Regions from separate parts of the Arachis hypogaea genome. Here all the other regions are linked to region 2. Evidence: chromatin contacts called from public Hi-C data. All regions are on one chromosome and are shown on one strand. Each heading gives the region's core, a stretch centred on a gene start, on an enhancer-like site or on the middle of the called end of the contact. The rest is flanking DNA. Distances are from core to core; before and after follow the strand shown. Region 1 holds the start of LOC112744039 (ATPase GET3A). Region 2 has its middle 9.9 kb from the start of LOC112744035. Region 3 holds the start of LOC112744036 (SPX domain-containing membrane protein At4g22990).

The links. Hi-C and Micro-C count contacts between places; a contact is called where the count stands out from the background.
Region 1: a contact with region 2 is called in a Hi-C map of an unstated tissue, with 5 times the contacts expected there. The contact joins the promoter of LOC112744039 here to the enhancer-like site in region 2. A contact is called at or near these places in 2 of 8 Hi-C or Micro-C datasets (leaf and an unstated tissue).
Region 3: a Hi-C map of an unstated tissue shows a contact between it and region 2, with 4 times the contacts expected there. The contact joins the promoter of LOC112744036 here to the enhancer-like site in region 2. A contact is called at or near these places in 2 of 8 Hi-C or Micro-C datasets (leaf and an unstated tissue).

The regions. Positions count from the first base shown.
Region 1 is chr14:126,446,918-126,450,836 of arahy.Tifrunner.gnm2.J5K5, reverse strand. LOC112744039 (ATPase GET3A) reads right to left here and starts at 2,149. Exons shown (of 7, transcript XM_025793505.3): 1 at 1,688-2,149; 2 at 743-867; 3 at 101-251. The coding sequence starts at 1,948.
Region 2 is chr14:126,320,540-126,324,577 of arahy.Tifrunner.gnm2.J5K5, reverse strand. No RefSeq gene overlaps it. Among protein-coding and RNA genes, the nearest start is that of LOC112744035, 9.9 kb to the right of the region's middle. Within about 2 kb of position 2,282, at least 3 of the 3 cell types and tissues checked have open chromatin away from gene starts, as enhancers often do.
Region 3 is chr14:126,402,530-126,406,357 of arahy.Tifrunner.gnm2.J5K5, reverse strand. It overlaps LOC112744036 (SPX domain-containing membrane protein At4g22990), which reads right to left and starts at 2,230. Exons shown (of 12, transcript XM_072214874.1): 1 at 2,008-2,230.

The sequences.
Region 1 (3,919 bases), core at 900-3,399, 130 kb before region 2:
CTGCATGGAATATACATATTTAAGGGTCCAGAATATTGAACTTTTCACAAATTGTTTAGTAGTCAAGGCAATAAAAGGAATTCATAAACCTTAATCATACCTGGTTAAATAAACCACCAAATTTATTTTTCAAGGACATCATTTTTCCAAGACCTTTCTCTAAAATTGATGGGAATTGCAAGAGTCGGAGTGTATGGCCAGTTGGAGCAGTATCAAAAACTATTATGGAATAATCCATTGTCTGCACCAATCTATATCGATTAAGATAGATCAATCCACAGTGAAGAGTAAAGAAACAGTTGAATTGAGTTAATAAGGGATGTTTAAATCAGAATAAAAAAATACTAGGAGCACCACACGTATTTAACAAACTTCTAGATGAATCAAGTATGCATTCAAGAGATTGGACTTTTCTTTTGCCAAATATCAGAAATGTCAATACAAATCAAGTGTCAAGATTCAACATTCTAAGCTTGGCAATAAATACATTCACTATTGTAATTTGTATATTCATAAATGTCCCATGAAATTGATGAGAAAATGTAATCCTCCATACTTCTATTCTTTCTGTTTGGCATTTGAAGGACTCCAATCCTCATATATGGGTTACCAACTAATTGATTCTACCGTCGTAAACATTACACACATGACATCAAAAATATCAATCATAATAATTCGATAGTAGACATAATATCAGGTCATATTTTCGTAGTTAAATAAAAAAAGATGACATCATTCTTACTTCAACATCTCAGCAAAGCTCATCGCCTCATCAATCCCAGGTATTGCACCTGCTAGCTCCGAGACCAGACCGTCCATCCCTTCAGAAGTGCCCACATCCTCATGCTCAACAGTGGGATCCACTTCCTACAATGGAAAACAATTAAGATAAAACTAACACCAAGATGAATGAAATAAAAATAAGATCATTTTGGATAACAAAAAAAACTCAAACAAACAATGATTCAAGTGTGAAGCACTCAGTAATTAATAAAAGGTCCAAGAGAGACAAATCATGTAACCTGAATTAGTAAAAGAGAAATAGTTAATCATTCAGATAAATAATTGACTCATCGATGATAACAGAATCATCATAGCTATACCCCAAAAAAAAAGGCTTTACTTTTCTACACTCATACAAAAAACTATTAATACCTAACCTAACAAGTAACAACATGGCTACACAATAGATCATACACAAAACTAAGCTTCACATGTTCTTCTTATATCACCAATCTCTCTCTGAACAATAAAGCGTGAAAATTGAATCCTTTACTAAACAGGAAAACCACTGCAACAACCTAAAAAGCATGAACATTGCGAACATTGCATATCTCATACACACCTATAAAAGGCACAACCACTATAAATCCACAAAACCACCAGTTCCAAAATAGAAAATAACAGCAGCAGCAACAAACAATACATAAAGTATGTGTTTTGCTTGGATAAACAATCAAAACCAACAAGCTTTCTTCTACAGATCTCAATTCAGGGAGCATAAGCAACTCCTCTTGCAAGTTGCAAATTCTCTTCACACAAGTCCCCATTCCCAGGGCCATTGATTCATTCAGCTTCGACTCAATTTCAGAAATTTGACCCAACAGCATGATAATCGAGTCCGAAAAAGGAAAACCACACACGAATAAGGCATAAAGCACTAAAATTGGGAAGCTCTAATCGGTACCATAGCATAGAGATTGGTGAAGCCATTGACCAAAGTTGGAGTCTTTGTGAATCGCTGTTGAAAAGCATCGCTGAGATTGTGAGCTGGGTCGGTGGAGATTATGAGAACAGAGTCGCGAACAGTGGCGAGAAGAATCGAGAGTATTGAGCTACATGTGGTTTTGCCAACGCCACCTTTGCCACCAACGAAGACCCATTTGAGAGTTTCTTGTTCTAGAATGTTCTGCACCGTTCCTTCTGGCAAACTCTGCTGATCCGCCATGGCCACACTGCTCCTGTGTTCTCTCTCCTCCTTTCTTTCTTTCTTTCTTTCTTTCTTCTCTGATTTATGTTTTTTTTTTTTTTTTTGGCTTTGATGGAATATTCGAAAACGCAGTCGAGAGAAAGAGGAGTAGAAGAGTAAGAAAGAAGACCATTGTGTTTTGTACTAATTGAAATAAAATTTTAAAAATAATTAGGATTTAAAAAATCAAGGATAAACCAAAAAAATATAATTGAATTATCTTGCCGTTCTTAAAAATATTTTTAAATTTTGTTATTGATAAAATATTTTTAAATTATTTAAAAATATAATAAAAATATTAAATCGCAATTAAAAATGACTAAATTTTTTATCAAAGCGGAATATTTTTGTTATTTTTTAAATTATTTGAAAATATTTTAGTTAATAAAAAAATTTAAAAATATTTTTATCAATAATAAAATAATTTGAGTGTATTTTTGTTGATTTACTCAAAAATCAAATTGGATAAGTGATCAATCCATGTTTAAGTATGGCAAATTTTAAATTTTGGGACAAATTATTTTATCTATTGAAATATTCATAAACTAATGTAGAATTAAGTAATATTTTCAATCTCGCTCGTAAAAATGTAGACGAATCATTCTTTGATAAAGATATAATAGTTTTTAAATTTTTTTAAAATTTTTAGATTAACTCTTTTATATAGACGAATAATTAAATATAAGAATTAATTTATCTAATAAATAAAAATTTAAATACTGATTTAATTATTAAAATTTGTTGACAATTAAAATATTCTACTAAAATTTCTTAAATATTACTTTGAAAATTCATTGTATTCATTATTAATATTTTAATCATAAATTTAACGAAAATGTTAAAGAAGAGTTACAATTTTTTTTAAATAAAATTACTCATTTTTTTAATAATGTCTAAATTGATAAAAATAAAAGACTGTCTCAATTTCTTAAATTATTTATTCAAATTTTGGTTAAAAGACATTAGATATTTCATAATAGAAGTCAAATAATTAATTTAAATTGTAAGACCCTAATTTTAAAATTAAATAATTAGTTGTTTATGAGTTATTATATTATATTCAGATTTTGTTTTTAAAAAAGACTAGTTTTAACAAAAATAATTAAATAGAATTTTATGATTATTAAAGTTTAATTTAATTATGACTTATTTTATTAGCTTGAATTATCTATTAAAAACTATTTTAATAGAGAAATTTAAATTAATTTTTATAAATATTATTATTACTATTATTACTATTGTTATTATTACTATTATTACTATTATTATTATTATTATTATTATTATTATATGTTAGAGAAGAGCAAACAGAATTATCTTAAAAATTTTAGAGAATGCAGACTTAATTAAAGTACTTTATAATTTTTTTTTATAAGACACTTAGGAAAATGCGAGGGAATAATGTGAAGATAAATTATATTGTGAAATGATAAGAAAGAAAAGAAAGAAAGAATAAATAAAAAGAAAATGAGATAATTAAAGATATGGTGGTGAGCCCATTGAGATTCGCTTTCCAGAGATACATTGGCCACTCCAGGAGATGGTCGCACCTGTAAGACAGAGGTTGCTTACAGAGGTTATGACACTGAAAGCCAAACTCAGACAAAGGTTGCTGAGTTAAGTGAATATAATTCAATAAATAACCAAGAACAAAAGAATTAAAATAATCTAAAGAATCTTTGCCACAGGAGAGCAGAGGGCAGGAATGAAAAAATGTATTAATTAAAGGGATCTCTACCACAGTAGAGTAGAAAGCAAATATTGAAAAGAAATTGAATGATGTTGGGCCTTAGTGCCAAGTGTTTAGTGGGAACGGCGATACGTAACGCTCACTTGACACTATAAGGACGGGGATACGTAACGTTCATTGGAGACTGAAAGGAAGGTTACAGCTCAACGAGTACGGCGATGCATAACGCTCACTGGAGACCGAAAGGTAGTTTTCCCCTT
Region 2 (4,038 bases), core at 1,033-3,532:
TTTTTCAATACTTTGGTGAGAAAAATCAAATCCTGTGTATTTTGGTTTTGTTAATTGCTACTTAGCTTTTCAAGGTTCAAGATTACCTATTGAAGCCTAATGGACCTATGATCTGAATTATATTCTTTGCAGTTCTTTTAATTTTGTGTGGTTCTTGCTTTCAACCTAACTTTGTTAGTTTGTGTGGAAGAACATTTGTTTTTATCAGGCAACTCTTTTAGTGCATTAGTTAAGATAAAATAAGTTTAAAGTTTGATGAATCTAATATATTAAAAAGAAATCTTAGTCATATTTTTTAAACCTAAATTAAACTCTTGTTGTCCATTTCCTTTAAGGAAGGAAAAATAAAAAGGCTACTTCTAAAACATGTATATTATCAAAAAGTTTGATGCTTCTTAATTAATTAATAATTCAAATTGTTTGAAATTAGCTCCACTAATTAATAACCAGCCACTAACTTTTTTTGGCTGAAAGTGTAAATTAAATAAACCTAAACCCAGTAAAAGAGGAGAGTGCAATTTTATATGCAAAAGAAAGACCCCAATTTCATATAAATAAATGATTTGATCGTATAGTAATAAACTATTAATGGTGTATCACACATTCATCTAGTTGAACCCAACTACTTATAATAAAAGTAGTTTTTGGATAAGAACTTGGCTACTTATATATTAATTGGAGTAGAAATAATGCCCTTTTTATAAAATAAGTGAGCATGAACAAATAGTTTCTTCCTATTTTATGTTAGTGGAACTCTTATTTTCCAGATACAATTGTTAGGCTAAGATTTTCTGACTTGTAAGTGGTGGATCTGAGATTTTGTTGTGGATCAAGATACAAAATGATTGGGTTCTACAATTTTTACACATACATGTTGCTTTTGGAGTTGCACTTTTTGAGGTAATAAGCCTAACATCACTATCCCAAACCCAACAATTTTTTTTTTTTTAAATAGCTGAAAAGCCAAGAAGTTAATTGCATATATTTTTATAAATCACAATACATAAAAAAATAGGATTTTAAAAGGAATCATTTCTTAAATATTTTTTTTAAAGTCATTTTTCAATTTTTTCTTGTATAAAAAAATCAAATTTTAAAATCATACTTTCTAATAATTACACTCCAATTCTCTAAATTAACAACAAACTAAGATCACTAATGAACAAAATTAGGTCAAACGAATAAATAGAAAATCGTGGTTGGAAGGATTGCTAATTATATTCTAGAGGTGTTATCTAACAACATTAGACAACTTGGAAGACAATAGACATAAAAAAATTACTAACATATAAATTAATTACCATCATGTAGGAATACAACTGAAAAATTAATAGTATAAATTGATAAGTGTGTTGAAAGAAAAAGGACAATAGCTTTAATTTACACTTCTTATATTCTTGTCTTTTTTTTTTCTTTTCACAAGAATATTTATCTTAAGAATTAACTCTCAATACTTAATTAAGAGACGATAAATTTTTTTCTATTTAATTATGTTTTAGCTATGTTCTTTCATTATATATAGATATATAATATTAAGGTACAAGATAATTATTTTTTGTGTATAACTAATATTAATTTTAGAAAAAAAAAGCTTATGATTTTTATTTTATTTTTTAAAGAAAAAGTCTTCATTGAAAAATAATATTTTGATACATTGATGAATGTTCACACTTAGTCTCTAAGGTCTCTACTTTTGCACTTAATTAACACTATACATATTTTTATGAAATTTGAGCTTGAGTTGGTTTTAATTGTAATTTTTCATAATTGATGGAATTTCACATTATTTTTGTATCTTATTATTAGATGTATCTTTAGTTATAGATATCAAAATATATTGCAAAGTTCATATGTACTAGACAAATTAGAAGAAATCAAAAGCTAACTCAGATATCCAATGACCAATGAGCTAATAATAAATATTTAGATTGGACTTTGGAGAATAGGAAAGAAAAATAGATTGAAAAGAAAAGAAAACTGCAAAATATCATCATTTTGTGGATATTGCACGCACTTTCTTTTTATTTTTATATTTTTTTCTCTTTATTCCCCCAATTGATGAGAGACATTTTGCGATGGGTAAAAAAACCTTATAGTTGTGCTGTGGAAAAATCCAAAGCTTAGCTAGGATTTCTTTACATTTTATTTATGAAGATGTTGATTTGTTTTTTTATTAAGATATACATATGAAAAGAGGAGTGAAGCTAATGTTTTTGGGTCAGGGGGAGTGGATCTATTTCAAGAATATGGCAATAAAAATCAGTAGAAATAAATGGATCACTTAACTTAGTATATGGGTGGCCCAATTTTTTATGAGTCAATCTTTATCAGAACTAGAAGTGTTACCATGTCCCTTAGCCCCCCCCCCCCCCCCCCCCCTTTCTGTTTTCTATTATATGATTTATATCCATATATTCATATCCATTGATCAATGGATCCGGATTTGTTAGCCCCGATCCATTGTACCTGTAATTTTGGGCTTTTAGCCCCGTTATACAACCCCCAAAAAAAAATTTCATGTCCATTGATGAGCTTTTCATCAACCTTAGGCTTGATATCACTTAGGATAGGTTTGGTAAATTTTATGGAGAGGTATTTGATTTTTTTTAATAAATAAAAAATTATGTATCTATACTTTTAATTTGAAAAAGTTAGAGGTATTTTTTAAAAATATTTATGAAAATATCTTTTTATATAGATATGTATATTGGTCAAGCGAATTTTCGTATAATCAGATCTAATTTTAATATTTTACTGAATTATCTATTTTAAATACCTAAATCTATTGAGGACCGGGCAAGAATTTATGTTGGATCTAGCACACCTTACTTTTTCTAAACTAGCTACTAGCTTATATGTTTTTTTTGTTAATGAGATATATAGTTGTGGTGTAGGTAAATAGAAGGTGTGATAGAAAGTGTGATATATATAAGTTAAAGTAAGAAAATTCTATAGAATATTGTGAGCAGATAGTGTGCATAGGTAGTTCGGAGGTATCATATGGTGAGTTTTAACCTGCGCCTGTTTAAATAAGGCGTTTAGGATGCCTTGTTCTTTGATGAGTTTTAGGAAGCGCCTTATTAAATGAGGCATCTCAAACGCCTGTACTATGCTGACACATTCTGCAACAAATTTTTGGGTTAATAATGTAATTGTAATTGATCCCTGTAGTTTCTGTGTATTATAAGTGTTGCCACAAATTATATAATAATTGAAGAAGTTATTTTTTATATTTTACATTTGTTATCCAATATCTTGACTGGCGTTATCATTGAGATTGGGTGGGTTGGCCCAGCAGATATTTTTGTAAGAGATCTTATTTTTTAAATGGCCATGAGGCTATATTTTTTGAACCTAGAAAGATAAAGATTTTGCAAGTGTTTTTGGCAGTTTCCATTGAAGCAAAAGCCCTAACTTCCCTAACCCTCAGCTCTGTTGAAGAAGACCAGAATGTTGCTTCGACCGTGGCAGTGAGGAAGTTGCAACCTCCATCTCATCGCCATTCTTTAGGTGTCGTTATTAGAGGAAGATCCGGATAAATATTGTAACAATTCGATGTATACACCATTCCAGGATGAAGGGGTCGTCGAGGAGAATGTAGCGAGTGATGGAGATGATTTCAAATGGGTTTGGGGACATTCGACTGAGTCAGGTACAAAAGGCATCGACGGTGATGTATACGGTGATGGCTTTTATCCCAACGTTTCAAACAGAGTTTCCAAAAAGTTAGATCCCCAAATAGCTGAAGTTATGGTTTCCAATCTAGGAGCTTGATGCAGCCAATGCATGTATGGGAGAAGATAAACACTAAAGCATTTCTAGTACTGAAGATCAGTTCCTGATGGTAAGAATGTTTCGTTGTGGTTTCTATAGTTGTTGTACTTAAGGGGTGGCTAAGCGGGCCGGCCCACCCCAACTCGCTCCTCCCCGACTAGGCCCGCACCATAAACGGGGCGGGCTGCCCCGCCAACTAAGGTGGGTTCAAAATGCTAGTCCTTTTCACTCTATGGCGGATTGGCGGGCCGACAGACTAGCCGC
Region 3 (3,828 bases), core at 981-3,480, 82 kb before region 2:
TTTACGTAAAGTTTTAACTCAAGAAAATATGGGACGAGAATGTGGATTTTCAAAATTTTCATCATATATTAAATTTAAACATAAATATAATATCATGCCATATATTAAATCACTGAATGACTACTTAACGCAAATGAGATTAGAAAATTGTTTCCAAGAAGATAGTGGTGATGAAATTGAAGAAATTAAAGAAATTTTGAAAGTAATTGAGAAGAGAGAAGAGATAATATAAGCACACGTGATTTTGTGAACTTTAAGTTTGAAGGGTTGACGTTGCATAGGGACTGTCTCACAAACTGACACGTGTACACCACCACATTTTAGACAAATCTTACCGTTAATTTACGTCATACATCAATTTCCAATGCCACACATACAGAATCTACATTATTCATAACAAATTATATATCCGTAGAATTATTCAGATTTTATTATCAAGAATTTAATAAATTGGACTTTGGGCTGAAAACATTTATTGGACAAGTATTTCTACTTATATAAATTAATATTTTGTATTTAATATGGAAAGTACAAGCATTTTGCAATATGTAAGATTCGAATAAGAAAAGGTTACACTTAAAAGAAAATGATACAAATGGGTTTACCTTCATAAATATAGTAATGCTTGATTTTATAAGTTATTTTGTATTTAATAAATAAAAAATTATGTATTTATATTTTTTGTTTTAAAAATTGAAGATGTTTTTAAAGTACATATGAAGACGTTTTAAGACTAGTTTTTTTAATTAAGAAAATTAATATAAGCTTATTACATGTTAATGAATTGGAAAGATAAAAAAATTCTCTTACTATATCTATTACTGAAAATAACTTTTATTTTTTGTTTTGTAAAAAAATAACTGTTATATTTTTAAATATAATATTTATTAAATATAACTAACTTCCTTAAAGCAACAATACTAAACTGCGAAAACAATTTTTTTTAATTTTTTCTTTTTAATTATTGTTATAAAATATAATTTTTCACTATACACTCCTTTACTCATCCAAAAGATAGTAAGATCCATTTATTAATTACATCAATAATCATATCTCATTGCATACAATGTGGGTCCAATTACAGAATTACTCTAGCAGTAATGATAAATTAAAGTAAATTAGAAATGATAATCTAGATGAAGGAAATTACTCGTGCATCGGATATAATATTATGTGTTTGGAAATCAACTTTCTGTCTATTAAAGTCATGTCACTTAATGTACCCCAAAAAAGGTCATGATATCTTATAGATAAGAACGAATTAAAGGAATATTAGAAAACCACATAAGGTGACAATTCACCATTATAAAATTAATAGTTAAAAATTATTATATAATTTAATTTACATAAAGATAATTATATAAATTTTTATTGAATTATGCTTTATATACACTAAAATTAATTATTAAAGTCAGTTATATTAGTATAAAATATATGTTGAAATATAAATATATAAATAAATTAAATTACATATATTTATATATAAATATATTGATAGCTAATTTTAGTGTATAAATAATATTTTTTATTTTTATTATTATATATTAATAAGGAGTGTTAGAGGACCAACAATTTTTATGATTTATAGATATTACTTAATAATTATTAATATTTTTAATGATGTAAGATTATATCTAATAATATAAAATTATTATTTTTTTTAATAATTAATTATTCACTAAATTTTAATAAAAATGCTAGGCTCCTAAACTTTCTCTATATTAGATATGGGAGAGACTAAATATACGTAGATACATATACATGTGTTTCACACTACAACAGTCATGCTGAGTTAAAGGGTAAATGAAATTACATTAAAATTATTCATATGATCAGGTGATATTATACACCTCTTATATATAATAACTTGGTGTAAGTTTAATTTTAGCTCATATATATAGAGAAGGATAGCAGGACTATTCTTAAAAAAAAAAAAATCACTCAAATATGTATGTATGTAATGTAATGCAATTAATAATATGATTCGGTACTTGGAGTTGGACTTACAAGGATAGATGAACATTGAAGTAGTTAGCATAATTCCATAATCCATGAAAGTGTACATACACTACAAAATGCATGCATTTATAATGCTGGCAAACATGGTAGAAGCTCCTCGAATATAGCAAGTTAGAGAGAGAGAGAGAGAGAGAGAGAGAGAGAGAGAGAGAGAGAGAGAGAGAGAGAGAGAGAGAGAGAGAGAGAGAGAGAGAGAGAGAGGGTCACATCTACATGCTATACAAAACCTCCATCGCTTTTATAGAGAATGGTTAGAAGTTAGAACAATTAAATAACAATTATGATATGTTTGATGATTTTTGATTTTTGTATAGAATAGATTACTAAACTAACCTTCCTTTTTCTTTTTCCTGCTTTTTTTTTCTTTTTGTTTTTTCGATTTCAAAATCAGTAGTGGCCAAGTTTTGTCCCAAGTTCAAAAGTAACTTTAAAAAGATTAGGACATGCAGTTTATTAGTTGCTTTAATTATAAAATTGTTGAAAATTAACAACGGTGTCCTTTCCCTCTATGAGTTTCATTATGATTGTATTATTAGCTAGCATAGTATACTATAGCCTATAGGAATTTAATTTATATGTATTTTGCATGGATATAATTAAATAGTTTAATCGAAACATTAGGGTAATTAATTTACTCAAATAAAATAATTGGGAAAAGATGCTACGATTTAGTGTGATTAGAAGACATTAAAATAAATATTTTATATTTATTATAGTATTTTATGGTGTAGAAAAGTAAACCCTAAAATGTACACTTTTTATTGTATGAAAAAATAAACTCATAATATAGTTATATTATTTTAATTTGAATAATATAAGCACAATGTATATGAAAAATGTTTATAAAAAGCTGGAAAGAAAAAGAAATAATAATTAAAAAAAATCCCCAAATTAACTTGTAGACAACCTAAAGCTAAAGAAAGTGTCAGGTGTCAACATCTACAATATATATTGTAATGGAATATAATGCCCTAAAATTGAATAAAATCTAGGTGAATGCTATAGTGGTACTTAATAATATTGTGCTTAATTTATTAAAAAAATAAATAAACAATATTTAATAAATTTTAAATATTTTTTATTTTTATTTTATATATTTTATTTTTTATTTATAAAAATAAATTAGACAACGTAAATATCTCAATAAAAACACTAGAATTCACCTAAACTCTAATATAAGGACACAACAAAATCTAAGCATTGTAGGTCAATTAGTGACAGAACACCAATGTGTCCTATCTACTGTACCTATTTCACATGCTAGTGCTGTTTTTCTATCTATAATTTGTATGGTCCACAAATAGAATATTCAACTTTATTCATATCACGGTATTGAATAATATACATGGTCTCCCTTTTTCGCCACAATTTCTTTGTTTTAGCATTCTTTAACTATAAATGTGGGTCACTAAGGGATATGTGAAGGGTGATGTGTTGCATTGATTTGATTCCTCAATGAAAATAATGTTGCCACATGGAAGTGCCCAACTCCAAGTGTGGTAGTAAAGAAAGTATTATTATAAGCCATGCAAATTAAATTGTCTCATTTCACATAGTGTTCACATTTTTTTTTATGAGCACATAATGATGGTTTTTTTCTTTTCTTCGAAGTAACTGTGGCCTAACGGGAGGATCAACATTTTTAAGGGTTTTTATCTATTATTTAATATTATTAAAATTTGAATTTGAATACATCATATTAAAAGGTATGTTAATATATCATTTCAATAAAGCCACCACTCACATAAACATCACAAAAACAACTTTTTCTAAAGACACCTACGTGGCAAAATCTAAGCCATACATTCT